Regions from separate parts of the Zea mays genome. Here all the other regions are linked to region 2. The links are chromatin contacts, called in public Hi-C maps. All regions are on one chromosome and are shown on one strand. The core of a region is the stretch at or near the end of the contact, and the rest is flanking DNA. Distances in the headings are between cores, read along the strand shown. Region 1 has its middle 69 kb from the start of LOC103634601. Region 2 holds the start of LOC103634592 (myb-related protein 2). Region 3 holds the start of LOC103634601 (phospholipid-transporting ATPase 1).

Region 1 (4,080 bases), core at 841-3,340, 160 kb before region 2:
TTGAAGTCACCAGTTAGTACTAAATGTGCTTGAGAGACTAGTATATTGGTGGCTCCAAGCCTCCAACTGAAAGCCAGGATATCTATGTCAACTGGAGACACCAATCGATACTCTGCTCTATTTTAAGTACTAACTTAAACATAAGTACTTAGCTCAATTGATACTGAATGTTAATGGTCCAAAGCTTCTTTACGTAGTATAGTGAATCTAAACGTGTGAAAATAACGTAAATAGAAAAGTACAGGAAGTTAATATGGTGACGCGCGATATATATGTATTATGGTTCCGAACAACTCTAAACGCACTAGTTCTGAATGATAAGATGGTTTTATCTAAAATAAATTTTAAAATACTGTGTGCAGCGCAATGCCAAATAATGAAGCGTAAATAGAAGTTTGGCCACCAAAAGGTGAGGAAGCCTTAAATTTTTCAAAAATAAAACACAAAGGAAAGCTTTTTGGCAATAATGCCTGCATGGATCGGAAATGGACGTGCCTGCATGGATCTCGATCACTGAGGCCTACCATTGCCCACGTTTCTTCGTGTTGGTGAACCGATCATCATCATTATTACGTTAGGCTAGCTCGATCCAAGTCTTTAATAAGGATTCCATTCCATCTGCTCTGGATCCAGTAACAAAAGCTTTAGGAGCCCAGAGCTAGGCCAGCAGCTAGGAAGGTCAATTGTGTTAGGCATGTTGGCATCATTGGTTTGGTAAGGACTTGGGACAGTGAACAGCAGTAGCGGGTAGTACACGCGATGGAATTCCTGTCCAGGTCGCGGTCGGTTTGTTTTGTTTTGTCCACCTCGCACGGCCGAACTTTTCGGCCGACGGTCGTGCCGTGCATGCGCCAGAGAATTTTGCAACTCGCAACTCGCAAGAAATTAATAAATAAATGTTCATGTTCCCACACAGTAGTGTCCGTAAACGTTTAGCAAAGCGTGGCCTTCTACCCCAGCTAATTAATTGGAAATTCGAAAAAAAAAAGGCTCGTCCCCAGGGACCTACTACTACATGTACTGACATGCATGCAATGATGCAATACATTTTACACTTAATTAGAGCCGTCGTCGTACCGGAAGACGACAGTCCTATAGTCGCCTGGACTCCTGGTTTTCGGAAAGATTTCAGGTTGGAAAAGCAAGTACGCCTACCAATATATGCATGTACAGAAGCTATAAGTCCGCCGTCACGTGCATGTGCCGTCACGCCAGGCCAGTAGTAATAAAGTAACTGTATTTCTAAATTTAAGATGGAAAAAATAATGTCATAAAAAGTTGTATGTATCCCTATGAATATTACGGTCATTACGTACACTTCATGAAGAGGCACTATCGGAAACCGGCTCTATGTAAGTGCTCGATAAAAATTACTTGACAAAGAAGTCGTTGTCGATATACAGTTCACCGAGTCTTATTCAATTATTTGTTGGGTGTCACACTTAGTAAAGCCTTCGCTGAGTCTTTTCCAGGCTTTACCGAATGCTTCAGACACTCGACAAAGAAGCTGTTTCCAGAAGCGAGACCAGTAAAGTTGTGTTATCTTATACCTAAGGATGCATATGACACATTCTGAACTCTAAAAATCAGTTATTATGTGACGACAGACGCGGTAAAGTTGAGTTGCTGGAGTAATAAAATTGATTCGAGCCGGCGGAGTACAATTTTGTGCGGGAAGCAGGAAGCAACCAAAAGTGCAGTGAAGTGAGTGGGGATGGGACGGGCCGGCTCTGGCGCACAGATGCCTGCATGCATCAGCCAAATAGAGTACTCGTAGTTCTGTACTACTGGTGGTAGCATAGCAGGACGGTAGTGCGAGTGGCGGAGCTAGTACACTTGGCAGTAGTAGTGAGTAGTAGTAAAACTTCCGATGGACGGATGGGTTGGATCCTGGATACCGCCCGCGGATCTTCATGGCGAGAAGAGAACGCATGGGCGCCCCCACACAACCGCCAGCCGGCGCGTCGACCCAGGTCGAAGCGGACGCGAGGAGGTCGGCGAAAAGCTACGTGCGGATCGGACAGGGTCGGGCGAGCTGAGCCGCGCGCGGAAGCGGCAGCACGCGGGTGCCGACAGGCGTGACGCCGTGCCCTGCCCCCGCCGGACCCGCCCCGCGCCCGCAGTCCCCGCGTCGTCGCCTCCCGATCCCGGGCGGGGCGGCACAGCATTTTCTGGCCCTGCCGCGCTGTCGCTTTCCCTGCACGACCTTCGTCCCAGTCCTAGCGCGTCGCTGCGTGCTGCGAGCAGAGCACGGACTGGCGCGACCGACCCAGGAGCCCAACCCACGCCGCTGCGCCCCTTGTCATCTACCTCCGCTGCTCGCCGTCGTCCACTCGTCCGCGCGTTTCTCCTTCACTTTTTACGCGGGGAGACGTGGACGGCGGAAGCGGAATGATGGGTGATGGGTCGCCGCGAGGATCTCTTTGCATCGTCCGCGTTGCACTGCTGCTACCTGCCTGCAGGAACTGACCCTTACGCCTGCCACTGCCTGCAAGGGCACTGTCACGTCCACTCCACACCACGTCAGCCCTAGTCACCCTGAAGGTGGGACCACGTAGGCTTGGAGCCTTCCTTCCTCTGTGCTTCAGGCTGTCGCAGCAGTACCACTAATTTTTCCCTCTATATTCATTCCACTATGGTATATATTCTCGTCTCTATATTTTCACCTCCCGCAACATTTTTCTGTCTCGAACCATTTCTCTTGTACGCCTCCTCTCATATATAGTACTTTCTAATATATTTTACTATCATCCCTTAAAATATTCTCTCCTAGATATAGTTTGTCTCCAACCATTTTCTATATATATATAGCTCCCTATAACGTAACTCAATTATTTAACATTTTTTTTTGAAATTTTTAAAAATATACTATATTTATACTACTCTAATACACATTATTACTGTATTTTGGAGCTCACACGAGATTAATATCGTAAATAAACGACATAAATATATGGGAGCATAATACTCCCCTATATGTACATGGACTTTTCTTGTCCCTTTACATATGGGGATCTTTTACATGGAACTGTTGGAATACTAAACGTCATCTAGAGGATATGAATAGACGAAACCTAAAATTTACAACTTAAAAACAAAACTTGATCTCAATTAATTGGTTAGAACACGATGTAGGTCAATTGAATAAGGGATAAGTTCGTCTTGCAATATGTTGCTCTTATGAATGTGTAGAATCTAAAGACTTAGAGCAACAATGGATAATTTAGATGAAGATCAACGAAAGAGAACTTAGGGAGGAAAGGAGAAAACAAATTTCGAATGAAAGGACACACGAACACGATAATTTGTTTATCGTAGTTTGGTTTCACAACGAAACCTACGTCTCCATCGAGGAGTCCACTAAAGGACCGAGTTTCTCTCGACCCTTTCCACACTCAAGTGATCACCAGAATCAAACTTGAGTTTCCTTCTATTATCTTAATCAGGAGACCGAAGTATCTACAAGGCTATATCATAATTCACACAAGAATGACTAGCTCTATGCTCAATTCTCACTTTTGTGCACTTGGGAGGCTTTGGTCTCTTTGGGAGTGTTGCTCTAGTGTACTGGACTTATTGATTAGCTCTTGTGTATTGAATGAGCTAGTTGGAGGTGTATTTATAGCCCTCGACCACTCAAATAGTCGTTGGAACCATCTCTCGAAAGTTGCACTAAATTTGGGTGCACCAGACCTCTCAATGTAGTAGGTCTATGCACATCGGCCTCTAAAACCCTGTTGTTTCAATGACCATTCTGGAAAAGATGTTAGATGTCAGGTGGCACTGGACTGGTCCGTGCACCACTCGACCCTACCACGTCGACGTCACGTCAGTCAACCGTTGGGCCATCCAATCTGACCATTGGAATGTGATAAGTCCAATGCACTCCTGACCAATATCCATTGCACCATCAGTCCCTCATTCGACTTCTCCAAAAATAGGGTCTATGCATAAATGGTTTGGTGCGCCAATCCCTTTGCATAAAAAAACATGCTCTCTAGGTAACTGGTCTGGTGCCTGGTCTGTTGCACGTTGGACTGGTCAAATGCTACCCAGAACAACAAACATAGTCCTATTTCT
Region 2 (4,155 bases), core at 286-2,785:
TATCGGTAATATAGGAACTAGTGCTTGGCTAAAACAATTGAGTTGATTGGACTATTGGAGCAATTATAAGTGATGTTTTTTTCTTAAAGGAATGGTGATTGGGATGCCATTTTTTTGACATGTAACATTATATATGATCTGACCATGTCCCTGAAGTTTACCAACTGATGGTGAAGCTACGTAATTTTTCTTTATTTGGATGTCTGTACATCAGGTACTTTCATGGCAAAATAAACCTTCATTTGATGAGTGTCCTAGATCTACTTAAAGCCTGGTTTGGGATAAATTTTGCTATATATTTGTCCAGACAATCTACTCCAGTCTTTTACACAATAACTCTGCTAGGGATGAATCAGTTATGTCTTTGTAAGGAATGTTTAAATGGTAATTTAGTTAGTAATATGATTTATTTTTTATGCTTCTGTACCTCTAGTTGCTCATGCAGTCGGCGCTGTACTTCAATTTGCATCTGAAGGGCTTCACCTATGTGCACAGATCTGATAAAAATACAAATCCATGTTATCTTATGCAAACATGTTGAAGAAAACATTTATTCATCTCTTACTTGTTTGTCTGGGTTCCAAGGTTTAAGTGGCTAGCTGGTGATCCATTTCCTTCAAGTGGTTTGTCCATTGCCATGGTGCAACCAATCACTGAAGAGCAGAAAGGGCATTCAGTATTAAGCTTAATTGGAGGCCGATAACTGCTAGGTAACGAGAGAATGCTATGATTACCATTTTTTGCATTTACACCATTAGCTTGGGCATGGATGTTTTTGCTTAGCCTGTATTTCTAGTAAAAGACAAATCAAATTAGTTTCTTGCTACAAGGCATACAAGGGAAAACACGATACTAGAAATTCCATGTCTACCTGAAGATGACTCTTAAGGTGGTATAGTGTTAGTCCGGGGACACCCATGAGTCTCATGATTGTCTTCGGTGTAGCTTCTGCAAATTACATAATTTAGATGGTTATGTTCCGTATGTTAGCTTGTATGGGTAGATATAGGGTTTAAACATGTACTTACTGTCAGGCCCACCAAGTTGGTTTACCGCCTCCACAAAACGCTCATGTAGTTCAGGTGTCCATTTTAACCTAGGTTTAGCATCAGTGGAAAGCACAAGCCCTGGCTCTGCTGGAATGCTCCCTCCTTGCAGAAGCATGTGCCTTTCTGGAGGGAATGTCTGCCTAGAAGACAGGAAATGACTGTGGCTCTGAAGCTGTTGTTGATGATGATACATCTGGCATGAAGACATTGCAGTCTCAAATGTTAGGACGCATGAGGAGATCTCTCTTTTTTTCTCCTTTGTTTGAGCAAACCAAATAACATGCACACATTACATCTCATACCTCTTCAATTCTGTTATGCATTGATATCTGGTTGCAGACTCCACAATCCTGATAGGAACGGTCTCTTGCAGTTTATCAGTCCTTAGTTTTTGGTGAAGGGTTGCTCGTCACACAATGGTGTTATATTCCTTGGGGGAATGCTCTAACAAACTATGGCTACTCATGCCAAGATGTTATGCAGAGTCTGGTTTTATAAGGAAGACAAGTGAGGAGAGAATTTCGAATCGTTAGAACAAACACTCAAGCCTGGACCAATCCTGGCAGCAACTGAAAAGAGGTATAAAGATATTATCCTTATTCCTTAAGGTACCTGTGGACCCTATGCGCACCAATCTTTTTATTTGTCAATTCTGCAAACACATTAGTATTCTGATTCCAGCACTAACAAATATAGTTGATATTAAGAGGAGTAAGGGGTTTGCAAGCATACATATTTGTTAAGTTTATTCTTCTTGCAGATAAAAGTGGGAACCTTGTTCTCAGGAAGAACTTTTGAGATGTAGTTTGTAATAATGCCTTTGCACTTGTAGGCCTACTATATCTTATATGTTCAGCACTAATTCCACTCTCCACCATACCTGTATCATGAAATCAAAGGACAGCATTGGTTAGGATTCTGTATGTTAAGCAATCATGGATTCAATAGCAAATGTATGCCTTCAGGTTATACAAGCATGGCACATAGACGACAGGAGAATAATTTTTATCATCCATACGAGAGCAAGTTTTAAATTTCTTTTTGACCAGATTCATCTAGAAGAAGAATTCAATAAAAGTTCTTCATATAAATAAAGTGAAAGGAACTTATTTCCTTAGTGATGCCTTCCTTGGGACTGCACAAAAGCAAAGCATGGAATATTGGAATAAGCATATGATTCTCTTTTGTCTCCTCATATAAGTTTTGTACTTGTTCGGCTATCAGGGAAACGGAAAGTGGGTAGACGAATCCGATGGGCTGTGCATCTGTATGGAGTCCTCTGAGTTTGGCTACTATCTGTTCTACATAAGGCGCAGAAAGTTGGGGCTTAAAAATGACGGTTAGTTCCTTTACTTCACTGCTCTATGTTGCTTTTGCTTTGAAACATGCTTATCTGAACCGACATGGTTAGCCTTGTTTATTCTCCCCTCCATACTCGAGCAAAACTGGCTCAGTGTCAATGTTTGATACCGCTAACTGCCATGAAGTCCAGTGATATGGAATAGGCGGCGCTTACCTTTGTCTTATCTAGAGTGTTTTTTTTCAGTACATAGTGAGGTGCTACAATTTTGTGCTGTAAGAGTCCCTTCCGGTTGATTTGTTCTGTAGTCCAGCTTTTCCACAAGGGAATAGTCTAGTATTTTTTTTCCATGATTCCATTTGTTATGGCTATTGCGAGTCACAAATGCAAGGTGTGCCACCTGGTAAGTTGTACCTCAGAAATGAAATCATTGACATGGTAAATCAGATATAATGGATTGCATTAAGATCCTCTCGGGCCTTTTCAAAATAAAAGCTTGACAGGCATTCTTTGAAAAGCAACTAGTACGAGTGGTCCAAGGCAGTAGCATCTTCTTTGAAAATAAAAGTTTCCTTGCCATTTCGTGATTAAACCAGTCTTCTCTCAAGTTGTTCCAGGGATCCCTATGCTTATAGGCCATTGTTCCATCCATTAGGATAAGAAAACCATCCTCCCGATATGATATGATATGATCTGTACCCCCATTCCTGTTCAAGGGAGGCATGCCTGTGCATTTATTTCGTCCCAAAACCAAAAATCACCCTGTGCATGATTCCGTGAGCATTGGCTGGGGAATTGTGTTCACTTATGGCCGGTCGTCAGGTGCATAAGCTGAGACCACTGCGCGTCGGAACATGGAATAAACTCTTTCTGGCCGTAGCTTTATCTTTCGCCTTGAATCCGACGAAAGCGAGCAAGGGGAGGGGAACGGAGAGCTTTAATCTTTGCGCGGGGATTGCATTCAGCTGTTGCTTGTTAAGTGCCCGGAATCGTATGCTCCTGCTTTCTCTGTAAACGCTCTTGGACAATTATCGGTTTCGCAGGCGAGCGCGCACGCGATCCCGCGGGAAGGGAATAAGGAAAAGCGATGTTGACAAAGCTGGATGGGAATCCTGCGCTTTTTTGGAGGCGAAGATGAGAAGGAATATATCGCCTGTGTCGACCTCGCCGGCCTGCTTCTTCTGTTCCGTGGCTTGGTTGTGCTCCCGCTGGATCGTGCCAGCCGCCAGCAGGATGATGAGCACGTGTGAACCCTGGCGTGGGTATGTTGTTGTTTGCTCTGGGAGTGTTTTGCTCAGTAGTCGTTCTTTGTTTATTTGTACAAACTCGTCCATTTGTGTCGGTTGCAGAAATACGAAAACACTTCAAATGGTACGAATTGGAATTTGGAAAGTACAGAGTATAGACCGCTGGATAAGCTGTTTTTATTGTTTGGCGTAATGAACTGGTGATCCATATGTTCGCCTTAAAAAAAAAGACCTGATGGTTCAAGTATCTATACTACTAGTACCCTTGTGGATGTTTTTTACTTCTCACCTCGTCAGAAATATGTTTGCTTCTGTTCGTGTAGAGTTGGCAAAGCAAATATGGATGTTCCACAGGTTAGTTGCTTAGTTGGAGAATTGGAGGCCCGCCTGGACTGGCAAAGCCGGAGCCTAGCCCAGCAACATGGCAACTCTATGTGGCCCAGATGGAGCTTGCTGAAGTGCTAAACTATCGAAAACAGGCTGCTATCGCCACCATTTCCGGTCAACCGAAAACTCGTCATATTTAAATTTTAACTATCTGGGCTTGACATCGATACAA
Region 3 (4,387 bases), core at 1,531-4,030, 230 kb before region 2:
GACATAACAGAAGAGACCTACTGCATGCGCATGGATGCATACAACACACCCGGCCCTAGCACACCGGCGGAATTATGGCCAGCTCGCTGGTCTGCCGTGCACGAAGGACCGGACACTGCGTTTTTTCAGGCAAGGGAACTAGAGATGGCAACGGGTACAAACCCGTTGGGTTTTGCCATCCCAAACTTGTACCCGTGAAAAATATCTATGTCCATTAAAAAACCCGTACCCCGTACCCATGACGGGTTTAAGATTTTGTCCAAACCCGTACCCATCGGGTTAGCGGGTACCCATGGGTTACTCGTGGATTTCATCTCCAATATGCTTGTTCTTCTCATAATCAATAAGTATAATCAATAAGTATCGTAATGATTAATGATATTATGATCCAAAAATTATGTGACGAACAACGAGTTCATGATTTGGTATAAAAATTATTAGTAAAGAGAAAGAAATACAAATAATAAGTTATATAATTAAGTGACATTGCACTAAGTTATCCATCCACCACATATACAACGCTAGTAAAAACTATAATAGCAAGCAAGCAACACTCTCACCGACTACTTATACATTCACCATTGATTAAAATTAGGAAGTAAATGAAGAATAACAAGTTTGTTGTTCGTTTATAAAATGAAATGGCAATATGCACTAGGTTTGGTCGGGTTTAAAAAACCACGAGTTCACGGGTTTGGGTACTATAGAAATAAACCCATACCCATAAACCCGTCGGGTATAGATTTATGCCTATTAACAAACTCGTGGGTATGAAAATTGGTCCAAACCCGTACCCTAATAGGATAAAAGCACATCGAGTTTCAGGTACCCATTGCCATCTCTAAAGCGAACCGTGCTTGGACTGTTTATACCTGTCGTGGAGGACGTGGCATGGGCACACCCGCGCTTCTCCACACCCAAAATCAAGTAGGTGAATGTCCATAATCATTGGAGAATAGGGATGATTCAGGTAAGCACCTCCATTCACCGTCCGTGAAGCAGATGCTAGTTGGTACTTGGTAGTAGCAAATTGTTTTTTCGGTGGCTCATAGCCGCCATCACGAAGCTAGGGTTTGGTTGGCCCCTAGGATGTTTTTTTTTCTCGGCCCCTAGGGAACGATCAGCAGGCGGCGGCTTAGTTAGTTACGAGCACAGCCAAATCCGTCGGCTTCCATCAGGCATGATGCGTCTACAGAGAGAATAGAAGATTCAAACTAGCGACCATTTTTATAGCCTCTCACGCCAGCCAAGTCTGAAAGCGACGAGGATTATATAAGGGTGTGTTTGGTTTGGCTTTTGGCTTTGGCTTTTGCCCCCTAAAAGCCAAAAGCCAACCAAAGGGCTGGATCCAGGAAGCAGCTTTTTCTAAAAGCCGACTTTCTCGTAGTGCAAAACTGAAAGCATCCCTGGACCTGCTTTTAGTGGCTTTTGGATGGAACTGTGAAAACATATATCGAAGAACTTTTAACGACTTTTAGTGGTTTCCACCAAACGATTTTTAGCTTTTTAACAGCTCACAGTCTACAACAGCTTTTTCCACAGCTCACAGCTCACAGCAACTTTTTCCACAGCCACAGTCCAACCAAACAGACCCTAAGTATATATTCTTCAGCGTCCGGTCCCAGCGCGACACTTGCTCCTACAATCCAATTCAGAAGCTAGCTTTATTTGACGCCGCGGCATGCACAGTTTTGGTTTGCATGTACCACACAACACACGTAGTTGTTAGGATTCCACGCCTCGCCGCCTCGGCACGTTCAGGTGAGCGAGAAGGGTGCGCTGGATTGGACACGTTGACCCCCCCCTTTGCAATCAGTTCTGATATATAGAGAGAGAGAAAGAAAAGAGGAAACGGAACTATGAAATGATCACGAACGAAATCGACCGTACTCTAGAAGTGCATCATCAAGTAATGGTGGACATGTGCGAGTAATTAAGCGAAGACTGGCTCGCGAAGCTTCCACTGGCTTACATGCGGGGCCCAGGTGCGCCGAACCAGTGAGTCACACCGGATGCGTGTGCCGTTCACATGTGCGCCGTGCGGGTTAGACCTTTGGCCAATTGCTTCCACGCACGCAAACCCATCATCATATCATCCGTATTATGGCGCTCGCGCCCTCTGAAAATAGGAGAGGAGCTCCCGAGTTCTGATCAAGTCAAACTCAAACCCGGCCCAGCGACGGGCCCACGGGCACTTCCAACGCCACCAGCACGGCCAGGATTTAAAAATCGGGGGCCGGATGCTTCCGGACGCGACCGAACAGGGCAGACCGCACGGACGGCGCCCACTAGTCACGGCTCGCGACCAGGTTTTCAAAAGTTTCCGTGCTGGCAAGGTGTCTAGACTGACTTGTGACTTGTGCTGCCTGCTAGGCCAACCAAGCCGCGCCGAGCTTGGCACCTGCCTGCATCACCCGGCCGCCGGGCGCGAGATGTCGCGCGCGTACGGGACCCTCCTGAGGCGTGCGTGGGCGGCGCCGCCGTGCTGGATCAAGACTTGTTTGTCCTAAGTAATACTCCGTAGCATCGTGCGCTAACTGTGCCCTCCGCTTGATGGATCCCTGGCGAGTTTGGCGTGCCGTGTAGGACGCTCCGGCAGGGCTTGGCAGGTAAGGTTTACCGTGCTTGCCATGATTCAGCCAACGTTGGCCAGTGTTTCACTTTCACCGGTGGCGTGTCAACTGCAGTGGATTCACAGGAGGGAGTTGACCGGTGCGAGGCCCATGGTTCTGTGTAACCCTGTAGCAGGTCTGTCTTCTGATAGCACGTGTACGCCTAACTTTTTTTTTCAGCGCCCTGTAATTCGTTGAGTAGTCCAGGCTTCGAGTTTTCTTTCAGCCGGTTTGACCTGGTTTTAATTAGTGTTGCAGCCACCGCGCGCATGATTCCAAGAGATCCTTTCCTTGATCACATCTTCATCATAGGGCTGTCCTTTCCCACTACTGTTTTTTAGCCGGTCAATTATGGACAACTCAACGCGGATTGGAGAGATATATGCTCCACACACGAACTTTCTTCTCGTCAAACATTCATAAACTTCATTCACAAGAAATCCAGAGAGTACTCTAATATCTGCCTTTTTCACATGCCAATCCTGTTGCTATCGTACAAGCCTGTTCATTAATAACGAGTACTCTAATATCTGTCTTTTCCCTGGAAAAAAAAAGAGAACTGCAGAACTGACCAACCAGGCTCTCTCCATAGGAAGAAAATTGGCACATCATTTGTCCTGTCCTACTAGCTATCGATCATCCATATGCATGCATATAACAAGCAAGTCACGGGCAGATAAATTAGAAATCCAATCATAAAAGTTGTCTTCTGCAGAGATGCAATTCCTTTTTTTTAATATATATCCAAAAGTATATCGACTGTAGGATATGGCGTGGTCAGTTCAGTTCGTAGTGGCCATCGGTCGTCCATCCATCCATCCAAAAAGGACACACATCTTCGAGAGAAGAATTCAAGTCCGCACAGTGCACACGGTCATTTTATGGCAAGTAGTACTACACCTACTGTGAATGAAAAATTGATATACTGCGCCATCCATCAGCTCAGCTAGAATTGTTTTTTATTTCCCCTAGAAACCAATAGGACCATGCAGGCTCGGCACGTTTCTGAAGCGAACATGATGCATGGTCCGTCGCATCGCATCGCATCGGTCATGGGGGCTTGGACAGGGCGTACTACGTACGTCCAGGAGTGCAACGCAAGCACGGTCGTCATGCGTGAGCGTGATGATCCGGTTCTAGAAGCGGACGGGCGAGGGACGGGGTGACCTGTCACCAATGCAAGTTTACATGGCGCTGATTAATATGGGCGTTAGATAGAGGGTGGGAGGCGGCTTGACGTCGTCAACCGCTCCCTGCCCAAGCCGCCTTGTCCGCAACCGCAAGTTGACTTCCACCCGGCTGCTTAAGGCTAGGCTACGTACGAATGAATAGATGTTTATTGCTGAGCTCAGCGTAACAACAGAAGATTTGTGCGTGGTTTACCATATGGATTAGGAGCAGGCGAGGCGAGGCGAGCAGCTCCCTGACAAGATTCTCTACTGATAGAATAATAGGGCCACGACATTATACACGTCTATTTGTTTTAGCGTGTGATCGCGAGCCTCGCTTGCCGTGATCTCGAATTCAAAAAAATGCTGGAAAAGGAGTACGTGTGGCACGGGAATAAGTCAGCAAGCCAGAGACCCTATCTTCGTAGTACATGTAACTGCCGTGCAAGTCATGCAAAATCTCCCCTATATATATACTCCTTGTTTTTTCCACCTCCTTTTTTTTCCTCCCAAACGGTTTAAGGATTAATTAAAACGTACTAGAGCTGTTTGAAATACGACGATTAAAACGTACCAGAACCAACCGATGAAAAAGGAAACATAGGC

Evidence for each region. Hi-C and Micro-C count contacts between places; a contact is called where the count stands out from the background.
Region 1: a contact with region 2 is called in a Hi-C map of leaf, with 6 times the contacts expected there. The contact joins the enhancer-like site here to the promoter of LOC103634592 in region 2. A contact is called at or near these places in 3 of 25 Hi-C or Micro-C datasets (ear, leaf and tassel).
Region 3: a contact with region 2 is called in a Hi-C map of tassel, with 5 times the contacts expected there. The contact joins the promoter of LOC103634601 here to the promoter of LOC103634592 in region 2. A contact is called at or near these places in 6 of 25 Hi-C or Micro-C datasets (bundle sheath, ear, endosperm and 2 more).

What each region holds. Positions count from the first base shown.
Region 1 is chr1:53,143,716-53,147,795 of Zm-B73-REFERENCE-NAM-5.0, reverse strand. No RefSeq gene overlaps it. Among protein-coding and RNA genes, the nearest start is that of LOC103634601, 69 kb to the left of the region's middle. Within about 2 kb of position 2,090, at least 19 of the 20 cell types and tissues checked have an H3K27ac peak or open chromatin away from gene starts, as enhancers often do. A contact at or near this core is called in ear, leaf and tassel, where this site is marked.
Region 2 is chr1:52,987,077-52,991,231 of Zm-B73-REFERENCE-NAM-5.0, reverse strand. LOC103634592 (myb-related protein 2) reads right to left here and starts at 1,535. Exons shown (of 7, transcript XM_008656960.3): 1 at 1,352-1,535; 2 at 1,029-1,242; 3 at 872-948; 4 at 735-792; 5 at 566-653; 6 at 428-497. The coding sequence starts at 1,372. It overlaps LOC100276135 (a long non-coding RNA gene), which reads left to right. Exons shown (of 5, transcript XR_002266086.3): 2 at 586-710; 3 at 1,423-1,628; 4 at 2,274-2,388; 5 at 3,393-3,845.
Region 3 is chr1:53,213,596-53,217,982 of Zm-B73-REFERENCE-NAM-5.0, reverse strand. LOC103634601 (phospholipid-transporting ATPase 1) reads left to right here and starts at 2,780. Exons shown (of 7, transcript XM_008657008.4): 1 at 2,780-4,387. LOC100501310 reads left to right here. Exons shown (of 3, transcript NM_001196062.1): 3 at 2,374-2,909. The coding sequence ends at 2,524.